Linked DNA regions of Pan troglodytes: region 2 is linked to region 1. A link is a contact called in public HiChIP or PLAC-seq data. All regions are on one chromosome and are shown on one strand. Each heading gives the region's core, a stretch centred on a gene start, on an enhancer-like site or on the middle of the called end of the contact. The rest is flanking DNA. Distances are from core to core; before and after follow the strand shown. Region 1 holds the start of BPGM (bisphosphoglycerate mutase). Region 2 holds the start of CYREN (cell cycle regulator of NHEJ).

Region 1 (7,452 bases), core at 3,479-5,978:
TCATTAAACTATATAATTCCACATATGAAATTATGTGAAATATAATTTCGCATTATATTTCTCCCATAACTGAGGCTCCTCTGTTATAAGTACTCCCTATAACTGAGGCTCATCCTGTCTTCCAAACTGACACTCCTGGGACTTTTCTTCCTCCCTTCCTCACGTGTTTGAAAGTTAATAATGCCTAAGACCCTAGTGGTACAACTCACGGACAAATGGGCAAACTACAGGGTAAAGTCCAACTTAAAAACCTAGTTTTTCTTGTATTTCCAACATTTGAGCAAGAAATTTGATCAGCAATATAATGTTGAAGTTACATAAAATAAGACAAATAGAACCAGAGTCACTTAGATTCAAAGCTCACATTTAAATATTAGTCAGTTGCTACCCTAGACACTCAGATGACGTTTTCCTTGGTCCAAACCCCTTATTGTGTGGCTTCGAGCAACTTTTAACCCCCACTGCAAGAGGAATCTAACTTTATAGAAGATGGGCTGGCTATTATTTGAGGACAGAGAAAAAGAACCATGTCTTTAACAAAGTAAAAAGGAACAGTTCTCAAGGGAAATGAAATCTGGGGCTCAGTTCCTTTAGGCTTTTAATGCTTTTTTTGAGACGCAGTCTCACTCTGTCGCCCAGGCTGGAGTGCAGTGGCGTGATCTCGGCTCGCTGCAAGCTCCGCCTCCCAGGTTCATGCCATTGTCCCGCTTCAGCCTCCTGAGTAGCGGGGACCCCAGGCGCCCGTCACCACGCCCGGCTAATTTTTTTTGTATCTTTAGTAGAGACAGGGTTTCACCATGTTAACCAGGATGGTCTTGATCTCCTGACCTCGTGATCTGCCCGCCTCGGCCTCCCAAAGTGCTGGGATTACAGGCGTGAGCCACCGTGCCCGGCCAAGGCTTTTAATGTCTTAACAAACTATGCCTTCCCCCAAATCAAGTTCACTATTAGAAGTTCAAACACAACTGTACCTAAAAGTGTTCCATGGTCTATTACTTTTCCTAAGGCTTTGTAGAAACTTTGTCATCTGTACTTGCAGTTATAAGAACATCATTTTACAGGAGCAAATGTTACCACTCACAGGTGTTTTCCAGACACTAAAACCCTCTCATTCACCAATCTTACATCTACTAATATTTCCTACTGATTGCTTGTTACAAGAATAACCAACCATACCAGGCAGATCCCTACTCATGGCGAAGAGATATACATGTGTAATGAGATGTGCATTTGCTCAGGGCATGTTGCATGTTCCAGCCTGCATGGCATCACCACTGTGGACAACACCCACTCATGATGGACCCCTCCTTCCTATCTCTGGTCATTGTCTTCCCCAGGGTAGTAGCTTTTATCAACACAAACTGTTTCCACCAAATTCCAAAAGTCTAAAGTAAAAACAACCTAGATATGAGCCCAGCTCTGCTACTGACTTACAATGTGATCTTAAGTAAGTTATTTAAATTCTTTGAACCTCAGGTTCCATATCTATAAAGATGAGGATCGTGAAACTACTGTTCTCAGGGGGCTATCAGAAAGATTAAATGAGATTATGGTGAAGCACTCTACCAAAAAGTGAGAGGTAGAATGGAGCAGACTTTGACTAACTCATAAATAATGGCACAGATCTCAGGCCCGTCAAAGCAATCCTACCTTGCCGATGATATGAGCAGAAGCGAAAGCTGGGAATAAAGTAAAATGAAGGGAGGAATTAGAGAAGAAATGCTTAAATTAGGTGGTAGAAGGAGGAATGCAATCAAATATTGTGGGATGGAAGAAAGTGATGGTAAGATACAGTCTCAGAAGCTTACCAAGTACTAATATTCTGCAATCCAAATGCTTTAATGAAGTGGTTAACATTTAATTTATACTTTACAAAGTACGTTTTCCTCATATTTGTGGCCAAGTTTCAGCAGAAGGGTTTTGTTATTAAGTAATACTTTTTGTCCTGCCACCCATATAAACATCTTTCATATCAGATTTCATTCCAAGGATGTTTCAAGAAACCATTCGGTTCAAACACTTTTGTGACCTCTGTTCTTCAGGCCCCAGACACACAAAGATGAAGGCCAGGTGAATTTAGGTGCATCAATCATTACTTAAAATGTGCCTCTTAATCTCAACCAACCACAGCAGGCAAAAGAGGAAGAAAGACTAAAAGCTCTACCCAAACACTAACAGTAGTTGCTTCTAAGTGACATTTTTCTGCCACATTATACTTCGGTATGCTCCAAATTTTCTACAATAATCTGGTTTGGTTTAAATATGAACACAAAAGAGTATATCCTTGTAATGGGGACAAAAATAGGAAGATCAATAAGACCTAGTATTTGCTAGCACAACAGGGTGACTATAGTTAAAAAAAAAAAAAAAAAAAACAATTTAATTGTAAATTTTCAAATAACTAAAAGAGTATAATTGGATTGTTTGAAACATAAAGGATAAATGCTTTTGGTGACAGCTACCCTATGTACTCTGATGTGATTATGCATTGCATGCCTATGTCAAAATATCTCATGTAACCCATAAATACATGCACCTACTAGGTACCCACAAAAATTAAAAATTAAAAAACAAGAATATATCCTTGAAGCTGGGAACTTTTACTTGCTAATAGATGGTACAGAATTTACTGCAATGAGATTCTGCTTGTATACTAATCATTTTTACTTTAAAACAGACTTTAAATACAGAGTTTATACCTCAGATATAATTTAATGCAACATCTGCTTTCTAAAGATGCAAAAATCGAGATGGTAGGATCGCTTGAGCCCAGGAGACAGAGGTGGAGGTTGCAGTGAGCAGAGATTGCGCCACTGCCCTCCAGCCTGGGCAACAGAGCGAGACCCTGTCTCAAAAAAAAATGCAAAAATTAAGAGTCACAGTTGAAATGATTTGTTTAAGATCACACAAATAGTAACAGCTTCAGGACTAAAGCCAATGTTTTTGATTTCTAACTCAGAGCTCCTTCCACTATGACACTGTTTGAATTATGCTTCTCTGAAGTCCACCACCAACTGGGGAGCATCTGCGGTGTATGAGGTGCTACTGGAATACAAAGATGGCTAAGAAAGAGCTATTCCCTGGACTCACGGGAGGCAGTTCAAAAAAAAAGAAGGCCGGGCGCGGTAGCTCACACCTGTAATCCCAGCACTTTGGGAGGCCGAGGCGGGCAGATCACCTGAGGTCAGGAATTCGAGACCAGCCTGGCCAACATGGTGAAATCCTGTCTCTACTAAAAACACAAAATTAGCTGGGCGTGGGGGCGCATGCCTGTAATCCCAGCTACTCGGGAGGCTGAGGCAGGAGAATCGATTGAATCCAGGAGGCGGAGGTTGTGGTGAGCCAATATCGCGCCATTGCACTCCAGCCTGGGCAACAGAAGCGAAACTCCGTCTCAAAACAAAACAAAACAAAACAAAACAAAACAAAACAAAACAAAAAAAAGAAAGAAAGAAAAAAGACAAGGCCAGGCACGGTGGCTCACGCCTGTAATCCCAGCACTTTGGGAGGCCAAGGCGGGCAGATCACCTGAGGTCAGGAGTTCGAGACCACCCTGGCCAACATGGTGAAACCCCGTCTCTACTAAAAATACAAATATTAGCCAGGCGTGGTGGCCTATGCTTGTAATCCCAGCTACTTGGGAGGCTGAGGCAGGAGAATCACTTGAACCCGGGAGGCGGAGGTTGCAGTGAACCGAGATCGAGCCACTGCAGTCGCTCCAGCCTGGGCGACAGAGCGAGACTCCGTTTCAAAAAAAATAAAAATTAAAAGACAAACTGACATGAGTTCTGCTTTCACTATTAAAAAACCTTTAGTACCTACAGGTGAAACTTAGCTTTTGATTTTTCCCCTTCTTGGAAAGAGTCTGCATTTAGTCAGCTAACATTCTAGTACCACTCACAAGCTAAAGATCTTCCGTAATTTGCAAGGGAGGCAGTAGGGGGATGGGAGTTATAAGTTAGCTAACAACCAACTATTCTTTAAAGCTTAACTGTGAACTTAACTGCAATTATGCATTTCATTGACCTTCTCTAGTGTAATACCAGCCCGTCCCTTAGAAAACAGGAAAAAACACTTACGTTTTTATTTCTAGTGGTTCTAAGAACTTGTGATTTGGCTCCAGATTCCTACATGAAAACACTGCATATATTCACCTCCTTCTCTTTTCACCGCATTCGAGTTTTTCTGTCTACTACACAAAATGATAGATAGGGCCAGGTCTGCCAGAGCCCTGAATACAGCGGCATCGCCCTGCTTCCTTCCAGGGGATCTTACTATTGGAAGGGCTCTGCTACACAGTACCTCAGACATCCAGAAGAGAGTTTATCTTCCCTCCAACTTCTATATATTCTTGCCATAAGGACAGCACTACCAAAGCGGGCTCCTCCTCTCAGTTGACAGAACGGTGACTGCCTGCGAGGCTCATTCTGAGAAAGGGACAAGGGAAAGGGACCGGGGCGATAAGTGAGGGTCCCAGCTTGAGGGCTGGAGTGGGCACCAGACTCCCACCAACGACTAAACCGGGGGAAGTAAAGAAACTGGCCTTCCCCGCACCCAAAAATAAAACATCACATCACTAAAAAATGTAAACGTTCGCAACATTTTCTAAAACAAAGCCACTCACCTGCAAAGGGGCCACCAGCAGCAGCAGCAGCAGCCGCTCCTCCGAGCCGCCAAAGAGCCAGCGCCTCCTAGGACTCATCACTGCCGCCAGCATCGACGCTCTTTTCTAGCCCCTGAACCAGACGTGGGCAGGTCCTAGGGCTCTGCCTATTGGAAAGTCGAACTGTCACTCATCCACGGTCCCGGCCTACTCCCGGAACAGGAGAGGTCTCTTCCGTTTACCAAATCCCGGGAGTAAGAAGTGGGGCTCTGATTGGTTCGCTTTAGAGACGAGCACATACCTGAACCAGTAAGGAGTTGGCTTCGACGCCAGCTGGCAGGCTTGGGCCTAGGGAAGTAGAAAAACACACCCTGGAGCGTCGCTGGTGCAAAACCTCGGGTCCGGGGGGCATCTTAGCTGTTTGAGGTTCTAGAAAGCGTTTAACGTCTTAAGAGAAACACCTGCGGGTGAAGACAGGTGTCAGCGGACTCTTGGAAGAGAGGAGGTGATGTTTCTTTTACTTATGGGAAATTTAGGGATTGAAACCTGAAGACGAAGCCGAGGTATCCTCCCAGAAGAAGCTCCTTTCGCACAAATTACTCGTGGTTGAAAGTCTTAAGTAGTGATTCAAACAAATGGCTTTAAAGTGCCCGATTTATAGGCAGTAACGCAACCTTACTTTCTCTTACCGCTTTTATAGGGATTCCCCTAGGCAGTTTGCTGACAGTATTTTAGGTGGGGAAGAAAAGTGATTAATGGAATGCCCTAAAAGCTTATTGCACAGAGGAAGGGAGGCTGGAGTGGAATGAGGGAATGACAAATTCGGAGGCGACAATAACTGAACAAGAGAAATCTATGAAAACACCGGAAACCTGGCACGAGGCCTTAAAAGCTTCTAAGCAGGCTTGAACTACCACACGAGGTTTTGAAGCATATGTGTCAGAACTCTTGGGTGGGCGGGAAAGATAAGGAATGTTATGGGAGATTCCCTTCTTAGAAGCTATCCTAAGTAGTGTTTCGTGTCCTCCTGTGAGTTTTTCCTGTTTCATCCTCCTAACAAATGCATTAGGTTTGTGACACGCAAGCAAGTCCTCAGAATAAATTATACATACAGTTGAAAAGATAATCTTTCCACATTTGAAATTCTGTGACACACTCTTTATTGAACTCATTAAGACCTAATCGTAGCCAGTTCTGTATCTCATTTATCCATGTTAGAGCATGACAGTTCCTCCTGGGATATCAACAGAACTTTACTTCCGGGACGGCACTAATCCGAGGCTTGACAGGTCCCAGCAGGTGATAGGTCTCACCTAGTGATAGTTCGAATTTAACTTGCACAAGATTAACTAGAGTTCAGGCCAGAACAGCTGGAAGGGGCAGCTTCCAGATCTTATACATTTGCCCTCTTGCTTTTTTCTCAATATCAGTTGAGGACAAAGTAAGGAGAAAGCTTTTCTTCTACAGTGTAATAAAGCTCCTATTCAGAGTGCCCACCATCCATACTCCGGAGGCTAATGACAGTCATTCCCAAGTGTCAGTCTTGTGGCATTTGGCATTTAGGGCTACTTAGTCTGGACTTAAGGGCACCTACTCATTGGATTTAAGTTTACTGTTGTTATGGACACCCATGGAATGCTAGCTTGTCACATAAAACCTTAATATCAAACATCACTTGCCTTTTAGAATCATTTGCAAGAGTATGTGGCTTATGAATGTGTCATTTTGATATAAGATGGAAGCTTATATCAGTGATTCTGTCTAGAAGGAATTAAAAAGCAGATTTTCATCAGGAGCAAGCATGTTTGTAAGACAAATGTGCACAGAGGCTAACAGAATTTCAGGAGTTACTTTTGCCCTATGGCAAGATTGTTCTCCATACTTAATTATGTTACAGTATCATATCCTGAACCCTGTGTCCTGGTCTATTCGATGAGCTGTCTCCCTTATGAATTTTTAAATAACGAGGTCGTGGTTCACAAAGATGATCATAAATCCATTTAAGGCAAAGATGAACTCCAAAGAATATTAGACTTGTACAAACTTAGTACTTGACAGGGCTTTGGAAATTAAACTCTAGCTCCTTGTTGTACAGATAAAGAAACTGAAGCTTAAGTGATGTGCTCAGAATTACTTGGTTGGGGACAAATCCTGGGCTAGGACCCAAGGTTGCTAATTCATATAATTCTGGGAAGATGCTTCCTCTTCCTGCTGCCTTCTCCTCCTCACCCCAAAAGCAATGTATTTTTTTAATTAAGATTAATTTTAGGATTCACTTCCATTGAAGACCAATCATGAGGACTTCAGTTCTGATACAGCAAGTGATATAGATACTATGAAAATAATTCAGTGTCATCAAACAACTTTTGATGTAGTCTCACTTTTATCCAAACAAGAAATGAAAAGCAATAAATTATTATAGCTATGTTGTCTCTTTGTCTTCCTTTCTGTTACAAGTGTATATGAAAAAGTCAATATTAACCCATGTGATACGTTGAGTTTTAGTTGAAAATTGTCTTCCTTGTGACCTGAATAAACCACTATTTTATTGATAGGATACATACCTGGTCAAAATAATTTCACAGTTATGTGCACAGAGCCTCTAGCCTTTTCCACGTATGGCTGAATTGGTCCACCGTGCATCAAAACATCATCCACGGACATAGGCTATTCTCCCTTTTGCTAGCCTAGCAGAACCATTGGCTCCCTCCTTCCAGCAAACTCCAGAGTTAGCTAGTTCTATATCCCATGTACAGGAGTGTCTCCTTTTCTTCACATTATCAGGACACACCATGAGTTGGTTATTTGCTGCCAGTGTTTAGTCTCCAACTGTACCCTACTTACTTCAG
Region 2 (7,452 bases), core at 2,929-5,428, 530 kb before region 1:
TGTCTTTGGACTAGACTGTCTAAGGCCACAAGATTAGAAGTTACCATAATACATGTTACACTGTTAACTTTTAGCAAACTTCACTTTTGTTGAAAACCTTGTAAGTTTGAGATTTCAATTATCCTTTGCTATTAATAAGAACTTGTTTAGTCTAAACTCTTAGACTTGGTACAGATGGCCTCTTTTTCTCTTTGCTGGTCTTTCCTTGCCTCTGCCAGCCGCTTATGCTGCTGTTCTCTTAACTACTGTGGTGGGGGAAAGGGGGTCTAAAACCAGCTGTTTAACTGTCTATGTACGGAAACCGGTCTGGGTGCTTTGGCTTACAGGTTACCTTGTGCCATACCTTTGAAACAAGGGACCTGTCCAGGCTTCCTTCTGGTGGCCAACCTACCTCTAATGCTAGCCAGTCTATTTCACACAAAGTTCTAAGTTTTCCTGGTGTCATACTAACACCGTAATCTCCTTTAAATTCTCTCTTGAAAAAAAATTTTTTTAACATAGGTCCCAGTGGGGTGGGCTTACTTTGCACCTGACCCATTTTTTTTTTTTTTTTCCAGACAAAATACCACGCTCACACCACACATACCACAAGACAAAGAACAGGTAAAGAGGGCACACACTTTTACCATTTATACCAAACCAAAATCACGAAATTCAAAATCTGAGTACCAAAAAATTCAAGCCAAGTCAAAACCAAAACCAAAGTATCCAGCAATTCAAGTCAAGTCAAAACCAGAACAAGAGTGCCCATGCAGGCATGCTGTGGGTGATCAGGCCACGTTTCCACTCAGATGGACTGGGGCAAGTTCCAAAGACTAGTCTTACCAAGTCAAGCCAAGTCAAAACCAGAACAAAAGTGCCAATACAGGCACACCGTGGGTGATCAGGCCATGCTTCCACTCACGTGGAGTGGGGCAAGTTCCAAAGACTAGTCTTACCAAGTCAAGCCAAGTCAAAACCAGAACAAAGATGTCAATACAGGCACACCGTGGGTGATCAGGCCATGCTTCCACTCACGTGGAGTGGGGCAAGTTCCAAAGACTAGTCTTGACAAGCTTCAGATGTCCGGACTTCAAGTGCCAGTTCCTTCCCGGTGTTCAGCCAGTGTTAATCCTTCTCGGGAGCCTGCTATGCGCCGCTCTGGCAAGGCGTTCCACCGGGGCCATTTCCTACCCGGGAGCGCTCTTTGGATCGCGTCACTCAGGCTGGCCGGAGTCCTCTGCAGGGACGCTCCACATGGCTCCACAGGGCTTAAGCCGCCTAAGGGGCTGCCTCAGCCGTCCGTCAGTCACCTCGCTTCCCGGTCAGGGAACCAAGGACTGTAGCAGGACAAGCCACAGACAAAACCTCTCAGACACGGAGCTGTAGAAGGAAGGGCTTTATTCAGCTGGGAGCATTGGCAAGCTACTGCCTTAAAATCCGAGCTCCCCGAGTGCACAATTTCTGTCGCTTTTAAGAGCTCACAACACTAAAGATTTCAGTCGCTTTTAAGAGCTCACAACACTAAAGATTTCACATGAAAGGGTCGTGATTGATTTGAGCAAGCAAGGGGTACGTGACAGGGGCTGCATGCACGGATGGTCAGAGAGAAACAGAACAGGGCAGGGAGTTTCACAATGTTTGTCTATAGAATGTCTGGAATCTATGAATAACATCGGTTTCTAAGTCATGAGTTGATTTTTAACTACTAGGTTTAGGCCAGGCAGGCCCAGGTCCAGTTTTGGGCCTGGCGCTGGGCTGCCTGTCTTTGATTTCACTTCCTTTTTTTTTTTTTAAAAAAAAAAAAAAAAACAGGTACTGAGTATAAAACAATATGAGAGGGTCTCTCTCTTCCCTCGCTTTAACTTTCGGAGGGCTGAAATTCTTTTTAGCCTTGGTTAATACAGCAATTCATTCCATTCTAGCTATTGTTATTTCTCTTACTATAATTTTACTATTAGTACTTATGCTATTATTCTATTATTTTCTTAATTTTCCACTTAATTAGGATAACAAACCGAGGCCGGGCTCCCATCCTCCTCAAGCACACGAGGGGGGCCTGGCCTAGCAGGGAGCTTCGCCTGGTTTCTGAGGGAATTCCCGGCGGGCCTTTCCAAACCATGCCCGTTCCCTTCCACTAACTTCAGGGGCCGAGAATTGACACTTTCACCCTCCTCAAGCCGGTGGAGCTGCCTCGCTGGCGTTCCCAGCGCGCAGCCAACCGGATGCCAGCCGGGGGCGTTAGCACTGCCAGAATGGGGCGCCCGCGGACCTCCGACTGAGGCAGCTGCCGGGAGCCGGAAGTGTCCCGGGCGCCGGGACTGCGAGGGGGCCGGGAGCTCCCCAAGACCGGAAGTGTCCCGGGGCCGGGAGCGCGCGGGACCCCGGAGCGCGCGGGGCCGGAAGAGGCGGGCGGCCAGTGGAGGTCCGCAGAGTTTGGGCGCCAGGCGAGACGGCAGGGCTTAAAGTTCCGGGTGAGGCGTGGGTCCCACAACCGCTTGGAATTTGCCTCCCGGCTCCGCTCTGGAAGCTAAGAAGGGGCACGAGAGCCGGAGACGGGAACCTGAGAGCAGGGAAGCCAGTAGCCGGCCAGAGGAGCGCGCGGCCGTTCGGGTCGGAAGGAGCCGTTGCAGCCTTGTCCGGCGTGCGGCGGGGTCAGCGAGGCCCCTGCGGTGCTTCGCCCGCTTCTTCCGCTCCGCGCTCACCGGCCCTCTGGGCCTCCCACAGGTCGGCGCCGCCAGCGGCGGGTACCGGCCCGCAGAGGGAGGGCGGGCTGTGAACTGGCAGCACATCGCGTTCCCTCGGGGCCCCCATTCTGCCCAGGCAGGGAGCGGCTGGGATGGGACTGAGGTCGGTCCGCGAGCGCGGTGCCCCAGAGACCCGGCTTCTGGAAGTTGCTGCGGCCTGCTCTTGGGGCCCAGAAGCAGGGCGGGGAGGCGCGGGGTCTGGAGTCTGCAGGACCTGGCTGCGAATCCAACCAGCTGATTTCAAACTTTTCTGTGATCTTCTGCAAGTTAACTCTCAGTTCCTCGTTTGCGAAATGTACTTAATAGGCACCCCAGGGTGAACTAAATTTGTCCGCACAGACTGCAGCACTGCGCTTGAGAGGCGCCTTAGGGGGTAGGAGTCACTAATATCACTGAGTTTTGACAGAAATGAAGGTGCATTGGCAAAGGTGTGCCCCATGGCCGGGCAGGTTAGGAGGAGGGCCTGGTAATATTTTTTCTTAAATTGTAAACAGCCATCTGGATGAGCAATACATTATCAAATTATGATTCAGAGAGGACTATCGCTGACTACTCTTTTTTTTGGGCAAACCTCCGCTTCAGGAGCTTCTGGCTTGATTCCTAAGTGGAAGGTAGAGACCTAGGCCCTCTGAGTCACAACTCCATCTCTCTGGGTGAGGACTGAGCTCCAGGACTGCTGAGTGGAGGCAGAACAATTGGGATAGGGAAAAGAGAGGCCAAACTAGATCAGAGGCTGGCGTGGGCTTCAGAATCTACAGACTGGCACAGTTATGCCTCCGGGCCCCTATTGCTGCTTCAAGTTTGACCAATCAGAAGTATCTTTAGCTTAAGGGTGGCGTGTTGGCCAATGAGACTTTATTGTGAAATAAAATGCCCTCAGTTTCATGTAACTGAGCCACCATAGAAGAGTGGAGAAATCGAGTTGGCCAGATGAGGGAGAGGCCATTAAGAGGTATTTTAGGGATTGAATGGGCTGGGCATCCAGAGGACAGTGGCATTTGGGGTGGTAATGAGAAGGAACATTAGGGGCCTCCGCCTCCTTCCGTTCCTCCTGTGCTGAGTCAGTCAGCACAGAGGCTGCAGGAGGTATCTCTGGTTGGCTTTGGCTGCCTGTAGGGGGCACCAGCTTTGGGGAGGTCAGAGGGCTCTCTCCTGAGCTGCTGTCCTGCCCACAATCACACCTGCCTGATGCCTGTGAATGGCCGTCTGAGTCTCTTGGGCCTTGGTCACTTCTGGTCTGCCCTGCACCGACCAGTAACTGTGCCTGATGACTGGAGGTATTGGAATTCACCGGACTTTATTGTTCTTTGTAGGAATCAAAGATCAACTCCCACTGAGGACAAATGGACCTGTAATTCCGGGTGTGACGAGAGAATGAGATTTACCTTCCTGAATTAAAAAACAGGTCATTAAGCTTGGGCCCTGACTCTTCTTCGTGAGAAGGTACAGAGATGGAAACCTTACAATCCGAGACTAAAACGAGGGTCCTTCCCTCATGGCTGACAGCCCAGGTGGCTACAAAGAATGTGGCACCAATGAAGGCCCCCAAGAGGATGAGAATGGCAGCAGTGCCAGTGGCAGCAGCAAGGTGCGACAGCTCTGGTCAGAAGACTCCTGCGAATCTGGCACGTGGAGCAGGGGCCTCCATGACCTGGGCCAGGTCTTCCAGCCTAGGCAGAACAGCAAGACGGGCGGGTGTTTCAGTCTGATCATCTCTTGAGCTTTTAGAAGGTGGAGGGGCTGTGGGCGGGAGGCAAAGCGGGTTAACCCTCGAGGACAGGCACCCACTTCTGCCTCTGCACTGGTGAGTGCCCTGCCCTCAGCACACACAGAGTGGGTTCTCCATGTCAGCCAGTCTCTGATGCCAGTTGTCCAGAATGCCAGTCTCTTCCTTTACAACAAACATGGTAACATCAGATGGGCAAGATCAGTGGAAGGGTCTGTTCTGAGTGGTGCCTGCCCCTGTGGACAGACTTTTAGGGATGGACAGATGAGCAGCAGCTGCAGGGCCAGCGAGAGCTAAGGAGCTGGGGAGTGAGTTAGTTGAATGACGGTAATTGCCGGTGGGGGGGTGGCGGGGGGGTGGTGAGTCTCCAGGCTGCACTGTGAAGTGGGCGGGGCCCCAGCACTCGGTGTTTCCCTCTCTGGCTCCTCCTCCTCTAAGGTTTCCTGACTGACAGCCTTCCCTTGTGACTGCTGCCGTCTTTCCCTAAGTCTGGTCCTGCTTTCAGGTTCCTCTCAGTACAGCCTCAGCCCGAGGTTCCCTTCCTCTTGCATCCACGTGTGTGTTTCAGAGGCGGCCATCCTTCCCTACTTCCAGATCCTTGTAGGGCAGTTGGTGGAGGGTGGGAGGCACCCCGGTGTTGCCTCCATGAAGCCCTGTGCCAGTCACTGGGCTGCAAGGCTGAGGAAATTGTGTCCGTGTCAGAAAGCTCCTCAGCTCAGAGGTGCTGGTACCTCCTGCGTGGTAGGAAGGCAGGGGGAAGAGGCCCTGCTTCTCCTGTTCTCTTTGCCCTTATGAGACTTGAGAGTCTGTGTCATCTGTGCCTTGCATGTCTTTTTTTCAGACTCCCTGCGACAAGGACTGTGTACTGCATGAATGAGGCCGAGATAGTCGATGTTGCTCTGGGAATCCTGATTGAGGTAAAGTCAGACAAGCCTCTTACTCATGACCAGAAACTCTGCATGGGCAGAAGCTAGACCCTTGGTCACCGTCAGTAAGAGAGACGCCCTCTGCCGTAGGCTACCTCTTCTTCCTCCTGCCACTTCCCTTGCTCTTATCTCGGCCATGCTGCCCAGGCCTCTCCCCATGTGGGTGTGCGCTCGTGGGGTGTCTTTGAGGCTAGAAGCCTGGGAGGGCATGCGTGTGTTAGGGAGGGCGTGTGTGTGTTAGGGAGAGCGTGACTGTGCGCTGGTGTGTATGTGGATGGGACATGAAGCGTTTACCTGTTTGTGTTCTTGGAAAGGTTCCCAGTTGGGTAGATGACTTCTTAGCCATTGCCCCTCTCCTGAGCAGAGGATGCTGAGCTTCCTAGCTTCCTGCAGTAATAATTGCAGTGCCTCAGAGTTGCACAGCATTCTACAGTTTACCAGGTGCCTTGAAAGCATGCGTTATGTCATTTTAGCCTTGCAATAACCCTGTGGTGTGGGACTTTTCCTAGTGCTAAGGCATGGGCCCACACCCAGGTTTTGTGTCCTGGGTTCTGTCACCGGCCTTTCTAGACATGTTTCTTCCATTTCTTTTTCCTTTCCCCTCAGCTAATCCTCATGCCTTTGCTTGCTTCTCTCCCGAGTGGGTTCTGGTTTCTTCAAGAGCTGTGAAGAGGGGGTCAGGGGAAGGAGTGGGGTGAAGAGAGGGTGGGTGCTCAGGATATGGGTACATTGCCTGGCCTGGTCACATTGGCTTTGTAGTTGCTTCTAGATACATCCTGCGTTACTGACAGATCAGCATGTTAGGGAAATAAAACACGTATGTTGAGCCTGCGTTTTCCCGTACTTCACAGAGCCGCAAACAGGAAAAGGCCTGCGAGCAGCCGGCCCTGGCGGGGGCTGATAACCCAGAGCACTCCCCTCCCTGCTCCATGTCGCCTCACACAAGTTCTGGGAGCAGCAGTGAGGAAGAGGACAGTGGGAAACAGGCACTGGCTCCAGGCCTCAGCCCTTCCCAGAGGCCGGGGGGTTCCAGCTCTGCCTGTAGCAGGAGCCCTGAGGAGGAGGAGGAAGAGGATGTGCTGAAATACGTCCGGGAGATCTTTTTCAGCTAGGGCATAAACTGTGCACCGAACTGTCTGCCGAGAGCAGCTGGAGGACAGCTGAGCTTCCACTGGTGCTGCTGGGCCGCCCGCCTGTGGGAATGGGGCTCTCTGTGCTCCTACCTTTGTGCCTTCTTGGGCCTGGCAGATTCACCTCAGGCCAGAAGCCCCTGGACACTCCAGGCCTTGGGGCTGCCGTTCTGAGTGTGCGGAAGGCAGGACTCAAAATGAGATCCCATTCGACTCCCTCTGTATGTACTGTGCCCTCTCCCGGCTCTTGAGGCTCTGGAGTCCCAATTGTCTGTGTTAGTCAGTGACCAGGTTCCAGGGAAAATGATGTCATGTGGTGGTCCAACTTACTGGAACCAAAGAGACAGTACTTTGCAAAGAAAAGGATCACTGCCAGGTGCACTGGAATTGCTACAGTTTAGTCCGCATGATCTCTCCTGAAGGAGGAAGCCTGTTTCAAAAATAGTTTCCATCATGAGTCTATCAATGAGCTCCCACCTCTCCAGCCAGCCTAGAAAGCAAACGAGCTGCCCACAGTTCTCTGCCCTGTCTGGGAGGTTGAGGCCACAGTGTATAGACTGGTAAGCCAGACAGGCCTCCTCCCGCAAGCTGCTACCTTGCTTTCACCTGTACCTTGGTCCCCGGGCAGCTAGCTATAAAGCAAGAGGGACAGGAGCCCAGAAGAGACACTGAGGACAAGAGATCACACCAGAGTACATGTCTCTGCCTCTGTTTTCAGTGTGGCTTTGGACAGGAATATATGAATAAATCACTGCCATACAGGTTTTCCAATACACAAGTGCTGGAAAATACACACAGTTCCCCAATGCGTAAGTTGTGCTAATGTCTTTCCAAGTTCTGGGTTGGGAAGTGGAGGGTGGCAGCGTTTGTTTGTGCGCAACCGTCCAGTCCTGTTCACAGCGAGGATTTGGAGTCCTCCAGGGTCTCATCATGGGAGTGATTTG

The links. HiChIP or PLAC-seq counts read pairs in DNA pulled down with a chosen protein or histone mark.
Region 2: a contact with region 1 is called in an H3K4me3 HiChIP or PLAC-seq map of stem cell-derived excitatory neurons, with 3 times the contacts expected there. The contact joins the promoter of CYREN here to the promoter of BPGM in region 1. A contact is called at or near these places in 1 of 7 Hi-C or Micro-C datasets (stem cell-derived neural progenitor cells) and 1 of 1 datasets of contacts at active chromatin or transcription factors (stem cell-derived excitatory neurons).

Annotation. Positions count from the first base shown.
Region 1 is chr6:150,006,655-150,014,106 of NHGRI_mPanTro3-v2.0_pri, reverse strand. It overlaps BPGM (bisphosphoglycerate mutase), which reads right to left and starts at 4,728. Exons shown (of 5, transcript NM_001280257.1): 1 at 4,625-4,728.
Region 2 is chr6:150,533,824-150,541,275 of NHGRI_mPanTro3-v2.0_pri, reverse strand. It overlaps CYREN (cell cycle regulator of NHEJ), which reads left to right and starts at 4,178. Exons shown (of 4, transcript XR_010159008.1): 1 at 4,178-4,351; 2 at 5,294-5,369. TMEM140 (transmembrane protein 140) reads right to left here. Exons shown (of 2, transcript XM_063815614.1): 2 at 3,553-7,452.